Linked DNA regions of Oryctolagus cuniculus: region 1 is linked to region 2. The links are chromatin contacts, called in public Micro-C maps. All regions are on one chromosome and are shown on one strand. Each heading gives the region's core, a stretch centred on a gene start, on an enhancer-like site or on the middle of the called end of the contact. The rest is flanking DNA. Distances are from core to core; before and after follow the strand shown. Region 1 overlaps LOC103349704 (a long non-coding RNA gene). Region 2 overlaps SOX4 (SRY-box transcription factor 4).

The links. Hi-C and Micro-C count contacts between places; a contact is called where the count stands out from the background.
Region 1: a Micro-C map of ear pinna shows a contact between it and region 2, with 6 times the contacts expected there. The contact joins two enhancer-like sites. A contact is called at or near these places in 4 of 6 Hi-C or Micro-C datasets (ear pinna, embryonic fibroblasts, psoas muscle and 1 more).

The regions. Positions count from the first base shown.
Region 1 is chr5:149,494,750-149,497,449 of mOryCun1.1, forward strand. It overlaps LOC103349704 (a long non-coding RNA gene), which reads left to right. Exons shown (of 9, transcript XR_011388775.1): 9 at 29-2,700. Among named protein-coding and RNA genes, the nearest start is that of PRL, 160 kb to the right of the region's middle. Within about 2 kb of position 1,317, at least 3 of the 8 cell types and tissues checked have an H3K27ac peak or open chromatin away from gene starts, as enhancers often do. A contact at or near this core is called in ear pinna, where this site is marked.
Region 2 is chr5:148,991,131-148,993,830 of mOryCun1.1, forward strand. SOX4 (SRY-box transcription factor 4) reads left to right here. Exons shown (of 1, transcript XM_051854997.2): 1 at 1-2,700. The coding sequence starts at 1,099. The coding sequence ends at 2,565. Among named protein-coding and RNA genes, the nearest start is that of SOX4, 4.1 kb to the left of the region's middle. Within about 2 kb of position 1,386, at least 7 of the 8 cell types and tissues checked have an H3K27ac peak or open chromatin away from gene starts, as enhancers often do. A contact at or near this core is called in ear pinna, where this site is marked.

The DNA of each region.
Region 1 (2,700 bases), core at 67-2,566, 500 kb after region 2:
TCTGAAGCCAGACCGTCTTTCTTCACAGCTCCAGGGCTGCATCGCCGTGGGCACGCCAAGCTTTCCTGGGTTACCTGAGCTGCTTCTGCCGTCTCCTGCCCGGGCTTCGCCAAGCTGCGCCCCAGCCCGGACCGTGTGCATCTACGGCATTGCGTGCAAGGAGGACCTGCTGGCCAGGCTCCGGCCAGGGTCTCCTCGCAGCTGGATGAGGGGACCTGAGGACAGGGTGAAGCTGCAGAAGACCCAGGGTGGGACGGCTAGAGAGGACGCAAAGGACCGGGGAAGGGAGAGTTAGGAATACTACACATCCAGTGCCCACCGACACGCCGCAGGGCTGCCGCGCGCACCCAGCTCGGCCGCTCCGGGGGACCGGTCTGGGGGAACAACCCAGGCTGGGATACGGTGGCATTTTACCCGAGAATGGAGCTGAAGATGGATAAACCAGGTATCTGATGTGTCTGTCTGACAAGGCAGAGTTGGAGAAATGCAGAGTGAGGGCGCGCGTGAAAAGGAAGAGAGGCCGAGTGCTGGGCGATTTTCTGCCACTTCGCTGCGTGTTCTCATCCTAGGGAGGATGGCATAATTTATACCCCGGTACATGGATGGAGGAACTGTAAATTGCAGTCTGGACGTCCCCGGGGCTGTCAAGGAAGAAACTGATGGGCTAGGTGGCTGCACCAGTGTCCCCAGAGGAAATAGCAACCTTGCAACATGGATTTAAATGCCTGTGCATGCGTGTAGAGACATGGAGGAAAAAAGATTTCTGACCATTTTACACAGGAAGTCTGTCGCGTTGCTGGATCGGACTTGATTGCAGCTTGTGTGTTCAGCTCCAGTTCAACACCCACTTCCTGACTAGCCAGAAAGCATGGCCAAAGCAGCTGCACGCAGAATTTTCTCCTTCATGTGAAAGCAAGCCCGTCAGTTTTAACTCCTTGAAGTTCCGAGTGCTCTGTGCGTCGCTAGCCCTGATTGCAGGGTTTTGTTTTCTTCTTCTTCTAGAAATCCCTGTAAACACAGCTGTATTCAGTATGGTGAAAAATTCTATCCTGTAAATAGAAATCTGATCAATTTAATCAAAATAAATGTATCCCAGATGACTTTGAGACCAGCTGGCTACCACAGGCTTCAGATGCTAACTGCTCGGTGGAGATGAATACAGTGATCTATTTACATGTTTTAGAACGCCAGGAGCAGCCTATGATTTTTTAAAAATCCTCTTCTAAGGAGGAGAGGTGGTCCTGGTGCCTCACAGCTAATGGTTAGGTACAGGCGCGCATGCTATTATGATGCAACTTGGGAGTCCGCTGTGTTGCATTTTGAGGGGGGCGTGCGGTGAGCATAGGATGGTCGTGGTCACTGTGGAGCAAGCTGGCAGCTGACTTGCTGCTGTGGCGAGGCGAGCACCTCTGCTGAGGCGGGGCGGGAGCACTTGAGGCTTGCTGGAGATTTCAGAGGGGTGAGCTCGGTGCTGCAGCGCCAGTGCCAGTGTGGAGGAATCGGCTCAAATCCCAGGGTGAGGCACTTTCCCAGTTGTCATGGGGAGCCCTCCTGGGCCGCCTGTCTGGCCCTTGCACTGTTTGTTACCCATTCTACAAAGGCAGCTCTGTGTGCTGGATTATGTTTGGCCAGCTGTTGATGCATTCCTGAGGGTGGGGCCGCCTGAGGATCTTGTTACTGTACTTCCAAACTGTAGAGCTGTGTGTGCGTGTGCAGGGAGAGAAGGCAGGGAACGGAGAGGCAGCAAGGGAAAGAATCTGAGCATATTTACCCCTTTCTCCAGACAGTCCTCGTACCAGTCCAGAAAGGCTGAAGCTACAGTGAAAAGAAGGCAAGAGGAGAGAGTAAGAGATGGGGGTGTGGTGGTGGTGAGGGGAAAGAGAATGACTGCAAGCCCCTAAGAGAAAAAACAGAACTTCAAAGCTGCAGAGACAAGCAGAATGTCAGCAGCTTGTAATTAGCGGTTCTTGGTTGCATCAGTGACTGCATCGCTCCAAGAATAACTGCGCTGTGTGCCACAAAGCGAGGAAGATAGTCATAACCAAGATAGCCAACCCGGGTCAAACAAGGGCAGACAGATTAAGGAATTTTCTGTGTTTGTAAATCTCCTACTGATGGATTCCATGTATTTAAGAGTTGCTGAATTCTGCATAATTGCAGACCGAGTTACTAATTTGTCCAGAATGGAGTGGTGGGGGTGGGGGGACAGGTTCATTAAATGAAACTGTGAACACTTAAATGCAGACTAGTCCTGCAAGCTGTGTCAGTGCAATGCATTTCTCCCAAACAGCCAAAAACTGCACTGCCAGTCTCCTGCCTCTGCATCCACACCTCATTTTCATTTGCTCTTATACATTTCAACAGAAAGAAGTAGATTTCATAAAATCGGTGAAATCCCAAAGATCCCGTGTTAGAATTTAGAAATGGCCATGGCGTCCTGATGTTTGTTGTTAGTCCTGGTCTAAACCTTGTAGGAGCTTCCCTTGTCTTGAAGCCTCCCAGCAGGTAATCTGCGGGAACTCAGGGTACCGCAGATGTGGAGATCTCAAGGCCATGTTCATCCTCCCCACCCCACACCTCCCTTGCCTCTGGTGCTGGGGCTTCCAGAACCTCCACAGAGACGGTGGGAGGAGCTGATTGGTTGGGAGACTTAGACTGTTTACTGTTGTTTGTTTCCAGTGCCCCTCCACGGCATTCATT
Region 2 (2,700 bases), core at 136-2,635:
AAGGAAAAAAGAGGCAGCAGAAATCTCAGCTGCACTCCTAGCCCTTTTAAAAAGTTTGCTCTGTAAATTGGAATGAGGTCAGATGTGGAGCTTCTCATTGCACGCGGGGATTATTATTGCATCGGGTTCCAAGCCAATGGGAGGCTCGCGGGCGGGGCTTGGCACGAGAAGCGTTAGTTACAGCGGCTGATTGGCTGCGGCCAGGACTGTGAAAGGATAAAGAGGCGCGAGGCGGAATTGGGGTCTGCTCTAAGCTGCAGCAAGAGAAACTGTGTGTGAGGGGAAGAGGCCTGTTTCGCTCCCGGGTCTCTAGTTCTTGCACGCTCTAGTCTGCACTGGAGGAACTCTGCCATTACCAGCTCCCTTCTTGCAGAGGGAGGGGAAAACATACATTTATTCATGCCAGTCTGTTGCATGCAGGCTTTTTGGCTTCCTACCTTGCAACAAAATAATTGCACCAACTCCTTAGTGCCGATTCCGCCCACAGAGAGTCCTGGACCAGAGTCTTTTTTTTTTTTTTTTTTTTTTTTTTTTGCTTTGCATTGCAAGAAAGGGACTAAGTGATACAGACTATGTCTCTTTCGTGAGCTACCGAGAGCGCTCCTGAACTGGAAGCAACTGCTTCAGGGGAAGAAGAAAAAAAAATTTTTTTTTTTTTTTTTTTAGAGAGACTTGCCTGGGAGGCGACGAGAAACTTGGAAGCCTCAGCAATCAGCATTCGCGAAACTCCGTCTCCACTTTTAGCACGGTCTCCAGACTCTGAGCCGACAGACAGCAAACTGCGGCGCGGTCGGTGAGAGAGACTCAGAGAGGGGAGAGAGAGAGAGAGAGAGGAGAGAGCGAGCGAGCGAGCCTCTCCAGCCTGGAAGCTACAACTCCTGCGCGACAGGCGGAGTTCTCCGTCCCCGCATCTTTTTGCGGACTTTTCTCTCCTCGCCCACCTCCGCCCCGGCGCGGAGTGGAGGGGCCCGCTCGGCCGCGGCGCGCGACCCTCGGCTCGGCGTGTGCTCGGCCCCGGGCAGCCGGCAGCGCCCGGCGATCGCGCCCCGGGCCGCCGCGAGGGTGTGAGCGCGCGTGGGCGCCCGCGGAGCCGGGGCCATGGTGCAGCAAACCAACAACGCCGAGAACACGGAAGCGCTGCTGGCCGGCGAGAGCTCGGACTCGGGCGCCGGCCTCGAGCTGGCCATCGCCTCGTCGCCCACGCCCGGCTCCACCGCCTCCACGGGCGGCAAGGCCGACGACCCGAGTTGGTGCAAGACGCCGAGCGGGCACATCAAGCGGCCCATGAACGCCTTCATGGTGTGGTCGCAGATCGAGCGGCGCAAGATCATGGAGCAGTCGCCCGACATGCACAACGCCGAGATCTCCAAGCGGCTGGGCAAACGCTGGAAGCTGCTCAAAGACAGCGACAAGATCCCTTTCATTCGGGAGGCGGAGCGGCTGCGCCTCAAGCACATGGCTGACTACCCCGACTACAAGTACCGGCCCAGGAAGAAGGTGAAGTCCGGCAACGCCAACGCCAGCTCCTCGGCCGCCGCCGCCGCCGCCGCCTCCAAGCCCGGGGAGAAGGGAGACAAGGTCGGTGGCAGCGGCGGGGGCGGCGGCGGCGGCGGCGGCGGCGGCGGCGGCAGCGGCAACGCGGGGGGAGGAGGCGGCGGCGCGAGCGGCGGCGGCGGCGCCAACTCCAAACCGGCGCAGAAGAAGAGCTGCGGCTCCAAAGTGGCCGGCGGCACGGGCGGCGGGGCCAGCAAGCCGCACGCCAAGCTCGTCCTGGCGGGCGGCGGCGGCGGCAGCGGCGGTGGCGGGAAAGCTGCGGCCGCCGCCGCCGCCGCCGCCTCCTTCGCGGCCGAGCAGGCGGGGGCCGCTGCCCTGCTGCCCCTGGGCGCCGCCGCCGCCGCTGACCACCACCATCACCACGCGCTGTACAAGGCGCGGACTCCCGGCGCCTCGGCCTCGGCCTCCGCGGCGGCCGCGGCCTCGGCCACCCTGGCGGCGCCCGCCAAGCCCCTGGCTGAGAAGAAGGTGAAGCGCGTCTACCTGTTCGGCGGCCTGGGCGCCACGGCGTCCCCCGTGGGCGGCGTGGGCGCGGGCGCAGACCCCAGCGACCCGCTGGGCCTGTACGAGGAGGGCGGCCCGGGCTGCTCGCCCGACGCGCCGAGCCTGAGCGGCCGCAGCAGCGCCGCGTCGTCGCCGGCCGCCGGCCGCTCGCCCGCTGACCACCGCGGCTACGCCAGCCTGCGCGCCGCCTCGCCCGCCCCGTCCAGCGCGCCCTCGCACGCGTCGTCGTCGTCGTCGTCGTCCGCCTCCTCCTCCTCGGGCTCCTCGTCTTCCGACGACGAGTTCGAGGACGACCTGCTCGACCTGCACCCCAGCTCAAACTTTGAGAGCATGTCCCTGGGCAGCTTCAGCTCGTCGTCGGCGCTCGACCGGGACCTGGATTTTAACTTCGAGCCGGGCTCCGGCTCGCACTTCGAGTTCCCGGACTACTGCACGCCCGAGGTGAGCGAGATGATCTCGGGAGACTGGCTCGAGTCCAGCATCTCCAACCTGGTCTTCACCTACTGAGAGGGGCGCGCGGGCCGGGGAGAGGAGGGGGCCCGGGGAGAAGCGAGAGAGGAGAAAGGAGAGAAAGAGAGAGAGAGAGAGAAAAAAAAAAAGGAGAAACGGAACGGATGAAGAGCCGAAACAGAAAAGGGAAAC